Linked DNA regions of Zea mays: region 1 is linked to region 2. The links are chromatin contacts, called in public Hi-C maps. All regions are on one chromosome and are shown on one strand. Each heading gives the region's core, a stretch centred on a gene start, on an enhancer-like site or on the middle of the called end of the contact. The rest is flanking DNA. Distances are from core to core; before and after follow the strand shown.

Region 1 (3,393 bases), core at 728-3,227, 79 kb before region 2:
CCGCCAAGCAGACACGGTGAGCAGCGGCCGCTTCTCCCAAGCCAGAGATAAGAACGCTGGTGGTAGCTCAACAAGCGAATACTTGTACTTCGAATCGTAATTCCAAAGCAAAAGATCAGCCTGGCTCATGGCGTAGTTGCTGAGTTTGACGGGTTCAAAGCCACACCACTCCATCAGCGTCTGCCACTCCCTACTAGCCGCCATCCTATCGGTCCTCTCAGCGCCTTCCTCTGGCCCAATGGCCCTTCTAATGCGCTCCCCAAACATGCATCGCTCCACCCTCACCCTCTCCGGTGAGTCCCGTGGCATCGCCACATCAAGTGACTCGAACACTGGCTTGTAATACAACAGTGCATTGGAAAACCGGTCGACGAACCCAGCTCGGTTCAGACTGACCTCATACTCGCCAAGGGTGACGACTGATGGATCGAGTGACTTAACCAGCCGGAGGACTCGCCGCACGGGCTCATCGGAGTCGCCAAGAAGGTGGTACAACTGGAGCATGAAATTGACGGCTACAGTCTCGTCAGGCTCAACCAAGAAATCCGACCGATCCAGCTCGTGCACTGACCGCAGCAATGGGACAAACTCGAACTCCACCCCGAGAAGCTTTGCGAAGTCGCGGAGACGGGCACTGGTTGCGGCGAGGGACGTCGCTGGCTTTGGCCCCAAGTACGGCGAGGGTAAACCGGAGATACGCACTCGGGACGGCTTCTCCCCTGGGCGAGTGGCGAGCGCCTGGAGCAGCGCCGCCCATTGGATACCCTGCACGATCCCGAAGTCAACGATATGGATCTTGGTCGCCGTGCCCGTAGCCTCCAGGATGGCCTGGTTGGCGGTCAGGTGCGCGAACTTGGAGTAGGGGCAGGCGTCATTGAGTGTCTTGTAGCAGAGCGTGAGCTCGTCGGTGGCGAAGCGCGCGTCCACCGCCGTCAAGGGTTGCGCTTGCGCCCCGCCGCCGCAGGCCAGGCGGCGCGCCAGCGCGTCCCCGAAGTAGAACGCCACGCGCTCCGCGGGGTCCCCATCTTCGGAGGCGGCAGCACGCACCTTGACGAGCTCTACGGCCGCGAGCCCTGGGTCAGCGGCCGCTGTACGGGAGCAGGCGAGGAGGGACTGGAGGATGGGCGCGGAGCAGGAGGCGTCCAAGGAGCTCGGAGAGGAACACGCTGCCGCCGTTGCGACGGCGGCAGGCTGGGGAAGCGACGCGCGAGTGGCGGACTCGGGCTGGGCCGCCGCGTCGACGGGCGGCGGCGGGGTGGTGAAGATGAGGCGCTCGAGGTCGGAGTCCGCGAAGACCGGTGCGTCCCCGATGAGGCTGTCCATCCACACATCGGAGTCGAAGTCCGCGGCGGCGGAGAGGTCCGGGAACACCGCGTCGGCCGGGGACGTTCCGACGAAGGCGTCAGGGAAGAAATGGTCCGCCTGGGACCACGCGCCGCCGCCGTACGGTAGGGATGCCGCCGGGATCTGGCCGTGCGGGGAAGCCGGGGCCGGGGCCGGCGGCATCGGCGGCGCCTGGCGCGGCGGGAGCGGGAGCGGGAGCGGCGGCAGGTGGTGGTGGTGCCTCTGGTGCTGCTGTTGCTGCTGCTGCTGCTGAATCACCTGCTGCGCGATGGCCATGAGGTTGCCGCTGTCCGCGCACATGTACGCCATGGCGCTCCCCTCCGTTTCCAGTGGGAGAATCGCAGAATGGTGGGTGGGGAGCGGCGCGGCCGTGGAATTCGAAAGTGCTGTTTTGGGAGAATGGATGGAATGGGGGAGAGCCGGTGCAGAGGATCTCGTCGCGGAGAGCCGGAGAGGGGGGACGGCGGGGTTGAGCGGCGGCAGGGGATTTAAAACAGTGGCGCGGGCACTGTAGTGGCAGTGGCACACTCGCAGGCATTATGCGGAGCGCAATTACGGGACTGTCCTCCGGCGAACAGAATCCTAGAGTTAGTAGCCCCTGCCCTCCCTGCCTGCGTGCGTAGAGTGGACTGTATGTATGTCCACTTTGGTGGTCACCAGGCCTCAACGGTAAAATGAGAGCCAGTGATGAGGGAGGTGCGGCTGTCCTTCAACTGCGCCGATCAGGTGCGGGTGCGAGTGCGCCGATCAGAGATTGTATAATCCGGAGCCTTTGAAATGATTTTTTATAAGAAACGAAACATCTATAGTTAATAATTAACCAGCTAATAAATTATTAGCTAGGTTACACAAGCTAATGAATTAATTATCAGTTCTGAGGTAGCTAACAATTAGTTGCGGTATTAAAATTACCATGTTTGGTTTAAGAAACAAGTTCTTCCCCTTGATTTGTTCTTGTTGGGTAGTCCTTGCGTCCTTTCAATGTAGTCTTGAAGTACATAATTACATATACAATTTCTTCCTTATTAAGTCCACCTGCCTCCACTTGCGCCAGCTTGTTTGGGAGTGAAAGTCGCCTACAGGGGGTGAATAGACAAATCTGAAATTTATAAACTTTAAGTACAATCTATAAGTCAGGGTTAGCGTTAGAAATAAAGTCGAGTCCGAAAGAGAGAGTGAAAACAAATCACAAGCAAATGAAAGCGGATGACACGGTGATTTGCTTTACCGAGGTTCGGTTCTTGCAAACCTTGAATTTTTCTCAAACTCGCTCTAAATTCAAAATGAATTTCAAATTTCATTTCAAAATGTTTGTTTGCGAGTTGATATCAACAAATATAATATAGTGGTCTATATTCTCTCTAAAATTCTCCTCAAAATATCCTACAAATATTTCCCCAGTGATCCCCTCAAATTGTTTCCAGAAATACTGCCCAGATATTTCCCTAGTGATCCCCTTCAAGTTATTCCTAGAAATACTGTCCAAATATTCCACCGATATATCTCCAAGTATTTTTCCTCTTGAGAAATACCTTCAGAATCATTTTTCAAGTCCCTATAAATATTTTCTTCGTAACTTTCCTCATGCTCATACGTATACGTATGCCTCCAGTGTCATACGGTGAGCTCTACAAGCTAATTACACTCATACAAGACAAATACATGCTAACCTCCCACTAATTCTCTCATTCTCCCACTAATCCTCTCATCCCTCTCCCTAATCCCCCACCATGGCTATAAATAGAGGGGCAAGGGCCTCCTCTCATCCCACCCCAAGCCATTTCATGGCAACTCTCCCCCCCCCACCCCCACACACGCCCACTCCATCTCCCACACAAGCACACACTAGCATAAGGATCGTTCGGTCGTTCTTCGATCGTTCGTCCCTCTATTCTTAGTTTGTTCGTTCGTTCGTCTAATCGTTCGATCGTTCGTCCGATCGTTCATGGTTCGTTCGTCCGATCGTTCGATCGTTCGTCCAAATCATCTTTTTTTCCTGCTGTTATGCTGCCGAAATTCCGATCGTTCGTTCGTCCGATCATTTGATCG
Region 2 (3,164 bases), core at 507-3,006:
GCCGGCGACGTCAGCCTCGGGGCGACGGGTAAAAATTCTCGTTTCCCTTGTCTCGAGACCTGTCGGCTCCTTTTTCCCGTTCCTTTTTCCGGCACGCGAATGAGTGCGCCGGCTGCTGGCCCTTATCTAACCACGCACCATGCATGGGCTATATATAGATCTCGCTTATTACCATAAACTATTGCGCGCCCTCGTAACCTAATCGTCTCTACACGTGCGCCGGTCTGAAAATGTTTGTGCCTACGCTGAACACCAATCCCCGGTCAACAGTACTAGTAGATATTTGTAATAAGCAATGGCGGTGTCGGGACGTGAATCTCGAGCCTGACGCTGGGGAAGCGTGCGATGCGCTCTCTGGACGTATATGAGTTGGGGAAAAACGAAGGGGAACCATGATTTGGTCTCTACCGTACCGACCTCACAGGTTCCACTGCACTCAGGTTTCAGTTGGGTTTAAAAACTTTTCTCTCTGTCGGTTTGTGGTTTTCCTACTACCAGGTTTCAATTGTGAACCAGGTTTCAATCGTGAACGAGCTAGCCTTGGGATGGGCATGAGTGGCCTTTCGTTTTTATTGGCCTATCAGGGTTCGTGACTCGCAATGACTCACATTATTTACAGCCTTTCGTGAATTCGTGGTGAGATAGAAAGCGCCAAAGAAAATACGAAAAGTGACCGCACCAACGGGCGCCAAGTTCCAAAGACGGAGGCAAATCCAGCAACTGAAAGCCCCGAAAACGCCGCGCGGTCAAGCGCCGCCTTTCACACCAAGTGACGAGCCAGCGAGGAGTGCCCGCGAGTGCGGACATCGCCATCGCCGTCGCCGACGCCCACCGCGCTCGCGCCAGGGCGCCAGGCCCTGCCGCCGTCACCAACCAACCCGACTGGCGCGCGCCGTCGACCGCCCGCCCCCCCGCGCGCGCACAGCGGTCGCCGGTCAGACCTCTAGCTGACTAGACTAGCTCGATCGCGCGCGTCCCTGTCCGGGACGTGCGCCGCGCCACTCACCACTGGCTTGAACGCGCTTTATTAACTAGTAGCTGGTCTCCAGCGACCAGACGACGGCGTGACAAAATGTCGCCGTCGTGCAGCTGGCTCGCGATCGGCAAAGGCGGGCGGGCGGGCGGTGCCTGTTTTGGTCGCGCTCCGGGCCGAAAGCTGCGGAGCCGCCGCGTAGATTTTGGGTGGCGTCCGACGGCGGACTGATGTGTGCTGTCTGAAAACTGGCACCGGGAGCTGCTAGCTGCGGTGTTGGCCGGGCAGTTGACATTGACAACAACGCAACTTGACGAGATCGGGCTCGGGATGTCTGATGTTTCTCAAGGGTGCGTCATCAGATGTTGGCACGTTGCTTGGCGCACTGCATCGCTTATGTCGAGAGATTAGCTAGTACTACAGCCCCGGTCCAGTGATCTATCATCTGGATATATCTTTCGTGCACGCAGCTGTGGTTACCCGACCCGAAATCCGGAAATCATGCAACTCTAAGTTGTTGCTAATCCGTCTGTTAGGCGGTAGTCGACCAAGTGATTAGTCGTCGCATCCATCGTTCTTACTCTTGGTTACCTATTTGTCGTCTTATATACACTCAAATCTCGCATATAATAATTTGATCGAATAATATGGTCACTGATCAGGTGTAGAGTGTAGACGTGTGCAGTTTTAGTTTAGCAGTATCGCAGATTATGCTACAATTGGACCCATCAGGCCCCAGTCCATCAGCGACGATCCAGGCCCCCGGAAATACAAGCACAGCGTTCATTAGGCCGTAGGCCCAATAGCCAGCCCAGGTCGAATCGATCACATCGACATCCACCAGTACTCCAGTACATCACACGCATATTCGCTGTTTCGTTCGTCTTGCGGGTAATTGCGAGTTATAGGGCCAGTTTAGAAACCTTATTTTCTCAAAAGAATTTTTATTTTTTAAATAGAAATTAATTTATCTTTTCTTTGGAAAAATAGAAATTCTTTGAAAAATTAAAGTTTCTAAACTATCCCTTACGATGAGATTCTTACGATGAGATTTTAAGGAGACAATAAGTTCTCTGGATTTTAGAAATTGACATAAGCAAGTTGCGGTATTTTTTTATCAAAGGATTCTCCATTTTTAGTATTTTCATAACAGAAGTGCATCCGAATTCAAAGGTAACAGACAGACCACATGGGGCAATCTGAGACTGAGGGCATCGTCCGCAACCAGCAACATAGCGTTTTAATAGAGAGCACTGAGCACGACCCTGACTTAGAGACGATACTCTCACGAACGCTTCCAAGTTTGCAGGATAATTGCATCACCAAGGAGGCGAACTGCAGATCCACGACATACAGATAACACCCACGTAGGGGCCAACATTCTCATAGCAACGAAAAACTAAAGCAGATACCCTAACATCACACAAACAGGTTCCTAGAAAACAACCAAAACACTTGCAAGCCTTGCGACTTTACACCGGATCGCGTCACTCTTCTTCATCCTCTTCAAAATCTTCAACCTTCTGGTTGTCATCAGGAGCATCTAACTTGACACTTGCTGCCCTAACAAGGAGTTTAGCACCCACTTTAATTAAGTCTTGGAGCTCTTTTTGCTTAAACATGCCCCCCCCCCCCCCCCCCCCCCCCCCAAAAAAAATCATCAGAGCACAAGCATGACATATGATTTCTTTAGGGGATTTGTTTAAAATCCTTTCAAAGCACATTTTATTTCTCGATTTCCAGATGGCCCAGCAAATAGCTGAGACAGGCACAGTGTAAATTTTTTCAAGTCAACAACATATTTGTCCAACCACTTCCAATGTTGGCTCGGATTATCAGGAACCAAACATGTATTAAAAAACTTACCACAATCCCCCAAATCACCCTATCTACAGAGCAGATATAAAAGAGATGACCAATCGATTCAGGTTGGCTACAAAAGCAACATGATAAATCTCCAATCCAATCCTTCTTAACCATCGAGATGACCAATCGATTCAGGTTGGCTACAAAAGCAACATGATAAACCTCCAATCCAATCCTTCTTAACCATCCTGTCTTTAGTTAGAAGCACCTTGTTTTCTAAAAACCACATAAACACTTTTTTTTGGGGGGGGGGGGGGGGGGGGGGGGAGGGGTTAATTTTGCTTTCCATACATGATTCATGTGTGTACCATGTTATGGTTATGAT

Evidence for each region. Hi-C and Micro-C count contacts between places; a contact is called where the count stands out from the background.
Region 1: a contact with region 2 is called in a Hi-C map of ear, with 2.3 times the contacts expected there. The contact joins the promoter of LOC103643942 here to the enhancer-like site in region 2. A contact is called at or near these places in 3 of 25 Hi-C or Micro-C datasets (ear, leaf and tassel).

The regions. Positions count from the first base shown.
Region 1 is chr1:277,026,825-277,030,217 of Zm-B73-REFERENCE-NAM-5.0, reverse strand. It overlaps LOC103643942 (SCARECROW-LIKE protein 7), which reads right to left and starts at 1,977. Exons shown (of 1, transcript XM_008667112.4): 1 at 1-1,977. The coding sequence starts at 1,653.
Region 2 is chr1:276,947,818-276,950,981 of Zm-B73-REFERENCE-NAM-5.0, reverse strand. No RefSeq gene overlaps it. Among protein-coding and RNA genes, the nearest start is that of LOC103643939, 4.9 kb to the left of the region's middle. Within about 2 kb of position 1,756, at least 20 of the 20 cell types and tissues checked have an H3K27ac peak or open chromatin away from gene starts, as enhancers often do. A contact at or near this core is called in ear, leaf and tassel, where this site is marked.